2 separate regions of the Anas platyrhynchos genome follow, and region 2 is linked to region 1. Evidence: chromatin contacts called from public Hi-C data. All regions are on one chromosome and are shown on one strand. The core of a region is the stretch at or near the end of the contact, and the rest is flanking DNA. Distances in the headings are between cores, read along the strand shown.

Region 1 (2,843 bases), core at 149-2,648:
CTGATTGGGATAAGTAGGAAGGAATTCTCTTCCTGCCAGCAGCCCCACAGCAGTTATGTAAAGGTACCAGATATATGCTAGGCTTGTTCTCTTTCTTTCTGGAGCTTGGCAGCTTGGTCTTCCCTCAGGATGGTAGTCAATGTCTTTTTCTTATGTGCCAAGGACTTTCACATCCAGTTCAGATCACATCACATTTACAGAATGTGTGAAAAAACCTCCTGGTTAGGTTTTCAGATCATTTAGTTTGCTGTTTTATTTAAAACAAGAGAACTTATAACCCAAATGGATACTTTGCTAAAGAGTTCCAGTACTATTATTTCTCTGTGAAGAAACTCAAAAGCTATGACTGTGTTTGAGTATCCATGGCCAATAATCCAAAAATATGGTCTATATTGGAAGCATCAACTGCGAGCAGAATAAACCATTACCAGAGGTTTGTCATTGTTTAAGTTGAGAGTATTGCAGCATTTATTAGCAATAATTTAAGATTTGCTTTTTTTTGGTGCTTTCTATATTCGTTCTACATTTATGCTTGAGGCGATACATGATTGACTACCAGGATGGCATGATTCAGAAGCAGGAATCTCAGGCTCTGATAGATGGCCACCAGAACCTAGCTTTGTTGCATGGCAAGCACACAAAGGGTTTCTGTCAGGGAAAGCTTAGGGGGAGTTGTATAAGGTACATAGCAGCATGGGTATGGCTTAGCTTGGCCTAAGCATATTGCCATAAAATTAAACACAGCATGCATGCCTTGAGTGTCTAGATAAATGACAACATAATTCTATGTCAGAAGATTTAATATCCGTAATGGAAGAGGAATATTGATTAACTGCAGGAGACTTGATAGGACAAAGAGTGGAAAGGCAGAACTAATTCTGTGGTAAACCCAGGCACATATGGTGTGCCATAGAGATTGATAATGTGGCTGAACACCCCAAAACCTAGCAGGGCAGGCAACCAAACACAGGAAAGGGAGCTCTCCTGACTCTGAGTTTGTAAGAAGCAGAGTAAGACAGTGTATAAGAGGATGATTTGAAAAAGAAGCCTTCAGGTTTGTAACTATCTACCCTCTCTCCCTGACTTGTCTAAATCTCCCTAGTGGGCTGCATAAATAGTGCAGACATCAGTCATTTATTTTGTGTTTCAGACCACAGCGGTGTTGCAACTGCAGAAGTGATGCAAACCTGGCAATTACATTTACTACTGTAGACCCAGGGCTTTCACTTTGATAACTGCTACTATATACAAACAAATCTGAAGGTAAACCTTATCAGCCCCCTGGCTATCACATCTCTATCAATCATTACTTCTTGTTTAGGCTGCCTCGATGGCACAAAATATTCCAAAGGTCAGACATCTGAACGGACTCAAGGCTGGGAGTTGATAATTCACTGGATATCAGCCCCTGGGTAGTGACAGTGACTGCCTGGCTAGTGCTGCCTCCCATTCATGACTCCGTCGTTCAGCTTTTCAGTGCAATGCATCGCCTGTTGCTGGGCGTCTCTCCCTCAACCATCTGAATGCTCTAATGTTCATTCAAACATTCAACTTTACCCTGCGGTACCCGTTTGCCTAAAACCTTCACTGTGTGCACAGATAATAAATGCAACCTTTACCCAAAGTTAAAGATTACCCTAATTTCTGCTAGCGTTCAGCCCACTGGGAATTAAACATTTACCTTCATAAAATTTGAAGAGCAAAGTACCCCACAAGCCATTATTTGTCCCTCGCCATAGTTCTGCATCCACTTAAAACCTTGCTGGCTTTCCACAGTGCAAGGAAAATGGCCTTTGTGAATCTGGGATTTAATTTTCTTACCTCCTGGGCTGTGTTTTTCCTGCTCCTGTGGAATTTTTGTGAAGGTGGAAAGCTTTTGGTTGTACCCATCGATGGCAGTCACTGGCTCAGCATGCGCCCGATTGTGGAGCGGCTCAGGCAGAGAGGACATGAAATAGTGATTGTTGCGCCAGAGATAAACCTGCGGATAGATTCATCAGTGCACTATACCATGAAAACATACTCCGTGCCTTACACCAGGGAGTACGTGGAGGCAGAATTTAAAAAGCTAGGCTATAGGAGTTTCACACCTCAACCCTTCTTGGAAAAATTCTCCAAAGTGGCAAATATCACAAAAATGTTTTTTGATTCCTGCAAAATGCTTCTTTCTGATAAAGAGCTGATCAAATACCTTGAAGAAAGCACATTTGATGCTGTTCTTATGGATCCTTTTTTCCCCTGTGGACAGATTCTGGCTGAACATCTCTCCATACCTTCCGTGTACCTCGTGCGGGGACTGCCGTGCAGCCTGGACTTCCATGCTACCCTCTGCCCAAATCCTCCTTCTTACATTCCTAGGTTCTTCACACGCTACACTGATCGCATGGGCTTCCTCCAGCGTGTGGTCAATGTCATCGTTAGCTTGAGCAATTCCCTAACCTGTAGTCTTTTTTATTCACCGTACGATATTTTGATCAAAGAATTCCTTCAGAAAGAGGCAACACTGCTAGAAATTTTAAGCCATGCATCTATTTGGCTCATGAAATATGACTTTGTGTTTGAGTATCCCAGGCCTGTCATGCCTAACATGGTCTTGATTGGAGGCATAAGCTGTACTCAGGAAAAACCATTGTCAAAGGTTAGTTAATTCTTTTTCTCCGTTTGTCTATGACTGCACTGCTTCCTCACACCGTTAGATGGGGCTCCTATCAGGGACAAACAGCAACAGGCGAGCAAGCTGGAGGTGGCTGAGGAAAGCTCTTGGCACCAATTCATCCCTTGTAAAGTGAGGAGTAAATCTCTTTGTGGAAGACCCTTAAGATGCCCAGACAACTATCCATGAA
Region 2 (2,843 bases), core at 115-2,614, 170 kb after region 1:
TATATTTACTATAAATCTACCCATTTTTAGTTTAAAACCATTATCCCTGTCGTATCACTACGTACCTTTGCAAAAAGTCTCTCCCATCTTTCCTATAAGCCCTCCTTAAGTATTGAAAGGCCTCCCTAAGGACCCCCCCAGGACCTTCTATTTTCTTGTCTAAACACCATCTCTCTCAGCCTTTCTTCATTTCTCTTCTCTTCCAGGCAGCGTCCAGACAAATCCATTGCCAGAGCCATCAAAAGCAGCTATTTTGAGCTGTTTCACCTTGGATTCACGGCTCCTTTCACCTCCTCCTCTCACAAATCTGTCCTTCCCTGGAACAGCACTAGTCATACCTTGTGATTTCATCCCGAAATGGGAACCAGCTGCAAGACCAAGCTATCTGTATCTCCCTGTCCGTCACTGAGCCACAGGCACAGTGGGGTGCTGATAACGTTCTTCAGGTGTCAGTCAGTGGGTTGCTCATCTTATGCGCAGCATTCAAAGCAAGACGGCCTCCAACTGGGTTTGGTGTTCACTGGCTGAAGCAAGAGATCCTATTTCTAGGCTTGCCCTATCTTCTGATCATAATTCAGTGGTGCATTAATATCAAGGTTGCTTCACCTACCTGTGTGCATTTAAAAAGAGGATTTCTCTAGAGGAAGCTTTTAGGAGCAGTTGTTCATGTGGGTCAGAAGCCAGCTGATGTACAAAAATCTCAATCACTAAGTTACAAAACACCAAAATTAAAAAACAAATAAATTGCAAACAGCAGCAAAAATACTTTTCATATTGGTCGAGTGCATGCCAAAATGTGGTTGGAGTTCTCATCAAAGCAGTTTGGACCCCTAAAATCAGCACAGGGTACCACATCCCATGTGACAGCACCCTGCAGAGTAATTTGTAAAGCAAAAATCAGGAGGAAGGCTCAGGCAGCCTGCTGGTGGCTGCTCCTGCACTAAGGCATGTAGGTATGGGGTTGTGGAAGACAGGCTGGGTTTGTGGACCCCAAAAAGTGAGTCTGGACAAAATGGCTGCATCTCCATTCCTCTAGCAGACTGCCATGCTGCATGAGGAAGGAAGATTTTAAATAGGGAGAAGCAGGGAATAAAAGGAGCAGGTGAGAGGAGGAAGAAGGGGGAAGACAACAAATGACTGTTCATTTAGCACATAGAAACCAAGATGCCATTAATTAAGATGCCAAGGGAGGAGACAAAATTCTGTAATTGCCTCTCCGCCAATGTAAGGAGCCTGGGTAATAAACAAGAGAAATGGGAATTGCTCACTTACAGAGCATAAATTTGACCTAGTTGGTATCACTGAAACCTTCTGGGAGGAATTTGCATGATTAGAATGTATAAAAGAAATCAGTGCTCATAACCTGTTTGGGAAGGGGATGTGTGAGCTCTGAAATGGCATTATCTTTACAAGTCATGGATGGCTGGAGGGCTGTTATCTCCAGCACGTACCCTGCCAGCGCACAGGGAGAGCACTAGCTGCTGTCTGCTCTTGAATGACTAGACTAGGGTGTCTGACGGGAGGGTCATTAGCCTCCTCCTCCGCAAAATGCGAAATAAATTCCTACCGGGGGAGCCGTCTGCATGATTCATCCTGACATTTGCAAAGCCTCCCCAGGACTGTAAGTCCTATCTAAAAACTCTCAGGATTTACCAAAAGTGTCTCTAAAGCTGGGTTCCCTGCAGAGCCATGCTGACTTAGACTTTTGTCTGGGCTGAGAAATATGGAAAGACAGTTAAAATGAAAGTCAGCCTTTTCTTCAATGCAAGCAATCACATTAAGCTTTTAATGCACTGACAAAGCAAATGCTAAATGAATGAAAAATCATCTTATGTGTTCAAAGGGGAAAACCTGAGACTTAACATAGTCAAGAGAAAATAGCTGTGAGAAAACAAAAGTCAAAGTGAGGTTACTGTTCCTCAAAAAAAAAAAAAAAAAAAAGTACTAGGCAATCAGAAATATCACGATTCAAGGAAGATTGCTCTTCTAAAAACCTTGGGATGAAAGACCAGTGTAAGTGGTGAGACATGTAATCTTCATGAGTGGATAGAAAAGCAGGGATGGATTTGATGCAGTCAGTTATTTCGCTTCTAGTTTATATTGATTTGGAGCAGACAGGACTTAGATAATTCAACATCCAGCAGAATTCACAAAAACTTAAAGAATCTTTGCAATGGAATACCAAAAATAATATCACTAAGAATAATGCAGAGAGCAATTGTCTTCTGCATCCTTGTGGCTGAAATCCTCAGGAATAGCCACTGTGTTGGATTTCTTTTTCACCCTCCAAAGAACAATCATGCATTTGCTACTTACTTCCATTGGGGCCATTTGTTTCAAACAACATACAATATCTTGGTAGGAACTGAACTTGCTGCAGCCTCAGTCCCTGACCTGGTACACCACACACTAACACTCCTAGATCTTGCACTCCAGCATGCATTTCAAGAAAGTCCACAGGGAAAACCCCTCCAGCACTGCCAGGTCTGAAGAATGTCTCAGATTTAGTAATCCTTTGTGTCAGAACCCCATCTCCCAGTCATTCCTCCTATATCCCAAAAACATTACTTTCTGTGCAGGAAAGTACATGCCAATGGTGAGCCCACAGCACAGTTCTCCTCTACGGAGGTACCTGATAATGTTTTTCTCTTCTACACAGAAGCCTATATTCACAAGACTGGAAGGACATTCATGTTAGACAGAACAACTTTTCTAGTAAATTTTGACTCAATTTGATAATGGGTTTGAAAGCTATTGAGGTATAAAACATAAGGAAATAGACAGCTTAATTCTATATCTCATTTCCTTAGGGAAAAAAAAACAAAAACCAACAAAACAAAACA

Evidence for each region. A called contact is a pair of places that touch in the nucleus more often than the background predicts.
Region 2: a Hi-C map of skeletal muscle shows a contact between it and region 1, with 6 times the contacts expected there. The contact joins two enhancer-like sites. A contact is called at or near these places in 2 of 8 Hi-C or Micro-C datasets (skeletal muscle and subcutaneous adipose tissue).

What each region holds. Positions count from the first base shown.
Region 1 is chr7:29,794,478-29,797,320 of IASCAAS_PekinDuck_T2T, forward strand. The region is part of intron 1 of LOC101802378 (UDP-glucuronosyltransferase 1A1); the gene reads left to right. All of the region lies in intron 1 of LOC119717543 (a long non-coding RNA gene), which reads right to left. Among named protein-coding and RNA genes, the nearest start is that of USP40, 32 kb to the left of the region's middle. Within about 2 kb of position 1,399, at least 2 of the 8 cell types and tissues checked have an H3K27ac peak or open chromatin away from gene starts, as enhancers often do.
Region 2 is chr7:29,964,492-29,967,334 of IASCAAS_PekinDuck_T2T, forward strand. No RefSeq gene overlaps it. Among named protein-coding and RNA genes, the nearest start is that of SPP2, 48 kb to the right of the region's middle. Within about 2 kb of position 1,365, at least 1 of the 8 cell types and tissues checked has an H3K27ac peak or open chromatin away from gene starts, as enhancers often do.